Linked DNA regions of Mus musculus: region 1 is linked to region 2. Evidence: chromatin contacts called from public HiChIP or PLAC-seq data. All regions are on one chromosome and are shown on one strand. Each heading gives the region's core, a stretch centred on a gene start, on an enhancer-like site or on the middle of the called end of the contact. The rest is flanking DNA. Distances are from core to core; before and after follow the strand shown. Region 1 has its middle 55 kb from the start of Otud4. Region 2 has its middle 35 kb from the start of Gm39205.

The links. HiChIP or PLAC-seq counts read pairs in DNA pulled down with a chosen protein or histone mark.
Region 1: an H3K27ac HiChIP or PLAC-seq map of oligodendrocyte precursor cells shows a contact between it and region 2, with 5 times the contacts expected there. The contact joins two enhancer-like sites. A contact is called at or near these places in 6 of 484 Hi-C or Micro-C datasets (the C2C12 cell line, cranial neural crest, nephron progenitors and 3 more) and 4 of 115 datasets of contacts at active chromatin or transcription factors (bone marrow-derived dendritic cells, embryonic stem cells and oligodendrocyte precursor cells).

What each region holds. Positions count from the first base shown.
Region 1 is chr8:79,583,255-79,586,817 of GRCm38.p6, reverse strand. No RefSeq gene overlaps it. Among named protein-coding and RNA genes, the nearest start is that of Otud4, 55 kb to the left of the region's middle. Within about 2 kb of position 1,632, at least 6 of the 459 cell types and tissues checked have an H3K27ac peak or open chromatin away from gene starts, as enhancers often do. A contact at or near this core is called in oligodendrocyte precursor cells, where this site is marked.
Region 2 is chr8:79,473,212-79,476,499 of GRCm38.p6, reverse strand. No RefSeq gene overlaps it. Among named protein-coding and RNA genes, the nearest start is that of Gm39205, 35 kb to the right of the region's middle. Within about 2 kb of position 1,624, at least 26 of the 459 cell types and tissues checked have an H3K27ac peak or open chromatin away from gene starts, as enhancers often do. A contact at or near this core is called in oligodendrocyte precursor cells, where this site is marked.

The DNA.
Region 1 (3,563 bases), core at 383-2,882, 110 kb before region 2:
TAGGTATACTTTATGATGTTTGCAGAATTACATGATTCTCAGAACATATCTCTGTTGTCAAGTAATGCATTGTAGGAAGGGGAGGGAGAGAGAAGATGATGACTTGAAAATCTGAAAAAATTATCGTCTTCTAGTATAGAATCTTAACATATGTAGATCTGTGAATTTTTTTGTTGTTGTTTTGGTTTTTTTGGAGACAGGGTTTCTCTTTGTAGCCCTGGCTGTCCTGGAACTTACTCTGTAGACCAGGCTGGCCTCGAACTCAGAAATCTGCCTGCCTCTGGTTCCCATGTACTGGGATTAAAAGCATGCTCCACCACTGCCCAGCTAGATCTATAAATTCTTAGGAGACTTGTGTTCCATGAAAAGGATCCTAGAACCCAAACCTCTACTTAATTTACTATCTTGAATTTCATGTGCTGTTAAAATCCTAAAAAACAGCCATACTGTCCTAGTTAGAGTCAAAAGTGAAATAATTTAGACTAAGCATAACACACACATCTTATTATATATCTAATTCATCAAACCACTTTGCATAAATTCATATGCATGGATATACAGAAAATATCACACTTATTCCTTGTAGTAATATATTTAAATTTTATTTATTGCCAGGCATGATGGTACCTTTAAATGGTGGTGGTGTTAGAGGCAGGAGGATCTCTGTGAGTTTGAGGCCAGCATGGTCTACATAGTGAGTTCCAGGACAGCCTGGTTTAATATAGTGAGACCCTGTCTCACATCACCTCCCAAACTTCTTTCTTTATTTTATGTGTATATGGGTATTTTGCTTGCATGTATGTATATGTACCAGGTATATAACTGGTAGGTGTGGAGGTCAGAAGAGAGTGTCAAATCCCTTAGAACTGGAATTACAGATGGTTGCAAGTCACCATATGGGTGCTGGGAACCAAACTTTGGGTTTCTCTCTCTCTCTCTCTCTCTCTCTCTCTCTCTCTTAATTTTATTCACATTGGTGTTTTGCCTACAAGTATGTCTGTGTGAGAGTGTCAGATCTTGGCGTTATAGACGCTTGTGAGCGGCCATGTAGTTACTGGGAATTGAACCTGGGTGCTCTGGAAGAGCAGTCAGTGCTCTCAACTGATGAGCGATATTTCCAGCTCATAATAAGTGCTCTTAACCTCTGAGCCATCTCTCTATCCCACATGAGGATATTTTGAGTTTGATAGTTCTTTATAGTTCTCAGAAGTGTGGCACAGTGTTACTTAAATCAGTTCTCTCCGCATCTGGCAGTGACTGACATAGCGTTTCTTGCTGTGATTGTCCCTATTTTGCTCTAGTTTTTTCAAAAGAACGATGTTGGACTCCCGCCCTTTCTTACTGGCTCTTGTACTGGTTTTCTTTCCTTGTTTTAATCTTCATTCCTCTATGTTTTTAAAAAAACACATTTTACTTATTTCTCTTTTGTGTGTGAGTCAATGTGTCACAGCACGCCTGTGAAAGTCCTAGGACAGGCTTTAGTTCTCGTCCCAGGATGTGGCTCCTGGGGATCTGACTTCCAGGCTGGAGAGGAAGCGTGTTTACCAACTGAGCCACCTGGCTAGCCCTCTCTGTTCTTGAATCTGTAATAACTCTTCCCCCAGAAAAGTCTGGCCCTTTGTTAAGATGTCCACACTCATTCTCCCAGAAGGGGTCAGCAGAGCTCCTTCTCAGTGAGCTACTTGTTGCCATAGGAGAGCAACAAACCCCTTTTGGTCTTGTTGATGTAGTAAAGTTTCCATGGAACACTGTAAATCTTTTAGGCTCAGCTATTCAGACTGGAGTTATATCTTTATCTAACATTAACTTAATATTAACTTTAAACAGCTTTCAACTCAGTAAATTTCATTTAAAAATTATATTTGTGGATTTATTTTCTGCTGAATTTCTTACTGGGAAGGCAGTCGGTCACCAAGTTTGGCCTCATATATCATAGATCAAAGTTCAAATCAATATATAGAACAGTAAAGATCTGGCAACTGGTCTACCTTACAGTCTGTCATCCCTAAGTTGTCCAGAGGCATCACACACATGCTTAGGGCAGGAGAAACCTAGAAATGACACCTCCCAAACGGACCAACCCCTTCAGGACACTGTTCTTAGAGGTTCCTCTAGCCCTCCCCCTTATTCCAAAACTTCTTCTCTTGTTTGTTTCATTGGTTCAATAACTAGAGCCAATAACTAGAGCCAGCCATGTGTTGTTCATAGAAGGATGTAACTGTAGGCTTAATTTTAGGCATTAATATGGTCAGCTAAACTTTAAGTTTGATACTAAGGAAGAAGAGAGAGATGTAAACAAAAACAAAGGTAAGCACCTAGGGCTCTTTCTCATAACATCAGTATATAGTAGGGTTCTACATTAAAATGCCCTGCCATGGGCTGAGCCGCCAGTCTGTTCACTCTCTATGGGGATGCTTGCTTGACAACTTGAAGTGAAGAAGACCAAATCACTGCCGCTGTACCAAGTCTCAGGGATGAACTGGAGGTTGGAATGAACTAGAAAAAGAAGGATGACCAAGAGCATGAAAACACTGAGCATAGAGAGCTCTGTGCAGAGTTGTGGTAGGAGGAGAACAGGGTGATAGGAAGTAGCTGGAGAAAGATTTGAAGTCCAAGGAGTGCTTGTAAGCAGAATAGAGAATGCATCAGTCCACTTGCAGAATAACAGCAGTGGTCTAGGAGAAAAAAAACTCCAAGAGGATAGGGTGAATAACTCCAGGAAGAAGCCCTCAAGAATAAGGGTAGGGGTGGCAACACATGCCTTTAATCCCAGCACTTGGGAGACAGATGCAGGCGAGTTCAAGGCTAGCCTGGTCTACAGAGTGAGTTCCAGGACAGTCAGGGCTACATAGAGAAACCCTGTCTTAAAACAAACCAACAAACTAACAAACAAAAACCAAGGGAAGAGGAGGAGGAAGAAGAAGAGAAGGAGGAGGAGGAGGGGAGAAGGTAACGAAAGGGAAGATGGAGCCTGGCAGTACAACTTCTTGGCAAATGTTGAATTTCATTTAAGCTTTGCTAACCTACTCTGCTTCATACACATATTTCCAAATTATATACAAAATCAAACAAAGCTATATCAAAATCAAAGGAGAAAAGAATAAATATATAGCTGGATTGAACAATAAAACAACTATCACCTAAGTGGGAACAGAACCAAAAAATGACTAAGCAAGTAGGCTGAGGTTAGTTTCTGGAGAAAGCTGAGGGCATCTGTGCCGGCTAGGACTTTTAGCTCCTCCTGGTGGACGGAGAAAACTCCTTCCTTTTCACGAGTAGATGCTGAAAAAAAGGGCAGTCCCATATGATGTCTCCTTGGAGATTCAGCTTTGTAGGAAGCTGCGGCAATGGGAGGAGCACAGATATAATCTCATAATAAAAAATTTAGCCAAGCTGCCTAATTGCTCTGTGAATGACCCCGTGGGGTCCTCGATATCACCCTGGGATAGGAATTCCAACCCACTACTCTAGATTTGGCTTCTAATCAAGGATCTGCTGACAGACAAGGATGACCTCACCAGTGAAGGCTCAAGGAAGGAACAGAAAGAAACACATCAAAAGTT
Region 2 (3,288 bases), core at 375-2,874:
CATGTGAGAAGTTGAAGATACTTGAAATTGGCTGGCTAGAGCTTTTCCTCTAGAACTCTGAGACATGAATGTAGCCTTTATCATTCTGATTTTAGCCTGGTGAGATCCACTGAAGACTCTGTAGCTCCTCGCTACACTATAATGAATCTAATATGTATGATTTTCACCCACTGATGTTTTTGTTAGTTGTCACAGAAGCAATGAAATCAAGGACCAGGACTAATTTAATTACTGTCATCGAAATGACATCGTCCTATGCAGCTGTGACACCAGGACAAAGAGATCCTTTGTGTTCCAGCACAGGACGCCACTGGGATGCATGCTAAGCAAAGAAATCAAGAGGACCTGGTCAGCGTGACCACCTCTAGAAGAACAGTCCTTTAGTACTTCATGATTTACCATTTACAAATGAATAAAGCATTATTTGAACTCAAAGCAATGGGGCTTTTACCTAGAAAGCTATTCTGGACAGTTGAAAGATCAGGCTTTTATGATATACTCTAAATAAATTCTGTACTTCATGATTAGGCAGTATTATAACCAAAATCACATACTTTGTGAGTTTGTTGTTGATGATGGTGGTGGTGATGATGTCATAATTTTGTTTGTTTGATGGGACAAAAGCTCTGTACCTTATCCAGGTTGGCCTTGAACCCTGGATGCTCTCCTACCTTAATATCCCGAGGTTCAGAGTCACAGGTAAAGACCATGAAGCCCAGCCTTACAACCCCCTATTTTATAACTTTGTACTACCAGGAGCAAAGAACTGTTACTCTTCCAGTACTTGGGTAATACCTTTCTTACCTAAGAGATGTCCAAGTTTTATGAAAGTAAGGACTATATATTTAGCATCTAACCATTGCAGCACCGTGAGCAATACACACTCAATAGGACTTTCACAAGTATTTATTGATTAGATGATATTCTAGTTTGGCTCTTACATGTTCCCTAAGGCTCCCATGTTAAGGGCACAGGCACCCCTTGGTGCTATTAGGAGGTAGCAGTGGGAGCTGAAAAGGGAGCAAACTGGAGATGTTTTCCTCAGGGCTTAACCTAAGGGGATTATTCTCCCTAGGCCATGAGGTGATCAGCTTTGCTAGAGTACAAGTTTCTTCCACGAAACAATGTCCACCCCCAACAGGTCCATGACTGACAGGTCAGTCAGTCATGGGTTTGAGCCCTCCAAAATTATGATCCCAAGCGAACTTCCTCTTCTACTAAGGCTGTTGTCACCAGTATTCGTTTCTAGGACAGAGGGTAGACTACCACACGTGGTGGCTAATTATTGAGTAAGGTCAGCAGATGAGAGTTTTTCAAGCAAAAAGAACATAGAAGGTTCACAATACGGACTCTAAAAATAAAGGATTCTAACATGCAAAATATAAACCAAACCATAAAAATAAAAGGTATTATTCAGAGACACAGAAATGTGTGGCTATAAATAACCACCCTTCTAAGGCTGAACTCTATTAAATCACAGCTAAATCGAGTTCCTTAGCCTTCTCGATCCAGAGAATAAAGTTTCAACTATTTTTCAGCTCATGGTGTTAAGATCCCTGGACCATGTTCACAGATTGAAGCCATTTAACACAGAGCGAGCCTTTGTACAGCTGTCCCCACGTCAGCTGTCACTGGAGGCCTTTAATTCACAGGCTTCTCTGTTTGCTCTCTGGAGTTCACTGGGTCTGTGCTTGCCATGTCTGTGGCTCTCGGATTCTTTTATCTTCCTGATCGGAATAAGGGAACTAAAAGGCTGAGCAATCCTGTAACATACAATCGGTAGAAAACGTCTCAGGTGAAAAGGATTCAGAGAGAACCCTGGTCATTCACCATGATATTAAAATCCTAGCATGCAGCAAGACTGGTCTATCTCCCAGGCTCCTTTGCGGTTAGATGCGGTTAGTCCCATGACTGGGTTTTCTGGCTGATGGATACCGAGACTAGTGAACTCAGAGGAGCTGTTGCGTAGTAGGGGAGCCATTACATCAGAAGAAACCCAGCATGCTACTTGTTTTTTCCTCAGTACTATAACAAAATACCCGAGGAAAAGAAACTAAAAGAAGGATTTTCTTTGACTCTTAGTTTGAGGAGATACAATGTCGGGAGCTTGGAGAGATGAATGCTGACCCTCGGGCTGCTTTCTTCCCATGGGTCTATGACAGTGTGTAGAACAACTTAAACCCAAGTTCAGGAAGATCTTCCTGCCCCAGTTAAACCTGTCTGGGAAAACTGCAGCACGCATTCCCAGAGGTTTATGTGTTAGGTAACCCTAAACCCTGCCAAGCTCAGTTATAGCTATTACACTTGGGTTCTTAAGTGGTCACAAACTCCAAAACCAACCAACCAAGCAAGCAAGCAAACAAAGTTCTTGGGGTCAGGAACTTAGCTGTGGTTACCATTCGAAGAACTAACTAGAAACTTTTTAAATTTTTGGAAGAATTTTGCCACTGAAGTCCACCCTAAATGTGAAATTTAGGCTTTTGAGCACACAATTTAGCAAAAAGCATTCCATACATCTAAGAGAGCTTCAAGGGGATGTGTGTGTGTGTGTGTGTGTGTGTGTGTGTGTGTGTGTGTCTCAGGGGTGGGGTCCCTAATTTCTGCTGTGGATATGGCCAAAGGAGATGATGGGTTGGAGGTCCTCCTGGGGCAAAGATCAGGGAAACTGGGTTAAGGGACAAGATGAGGCCTGAGAGCACCCTGGAGGGATTTTAACTCATGGATCAGTGTCTCCTTTGAGTCTCCATTCTTATCTTTTCTTAAGAATGTAGTGTTAAAATCCATCCAGCCTTGCAACCTGCACAAAGCCCTTCTTCCCTCTCTCACAGATAGGGATGGGCGCCCTACTGAGACTTTGTCTGTGAGTCCGGGTTGCTGGGTCTCTCTCACTTGGGGAAGGGAGTTTACATCAAAGGGGGATATTGGTGGCCACACATCCTGCTCCCCACCCCCTTCCCTGCCTCTTGTCTGGAATCAGAGAGCCTAGCTTCAGGCTCCTGCTGAGAAACCAACCCCTATCCTTAGGAAGTATAAGAAACTCCTACTTCTGCCATGTGGGCCTAGAGTTCCTCTAACTGGAGCATCCTCTCAGTTCCTTGCTCCTTATCCAGCTGTTAGTCCTTGGATTGAATGCATCTTGTGGTCTCAAGGAACACTCTCTGTTTCCACATCCTCTATTGTTTTGAAGATCTGTTACTTTCTAACAGACATTTTCACTGGGGATAGACTATCCCTGCTCCATCATTCTCCATTAGGGAGTTAAAAGGAAGAGGGACAAATAGTTTGTTT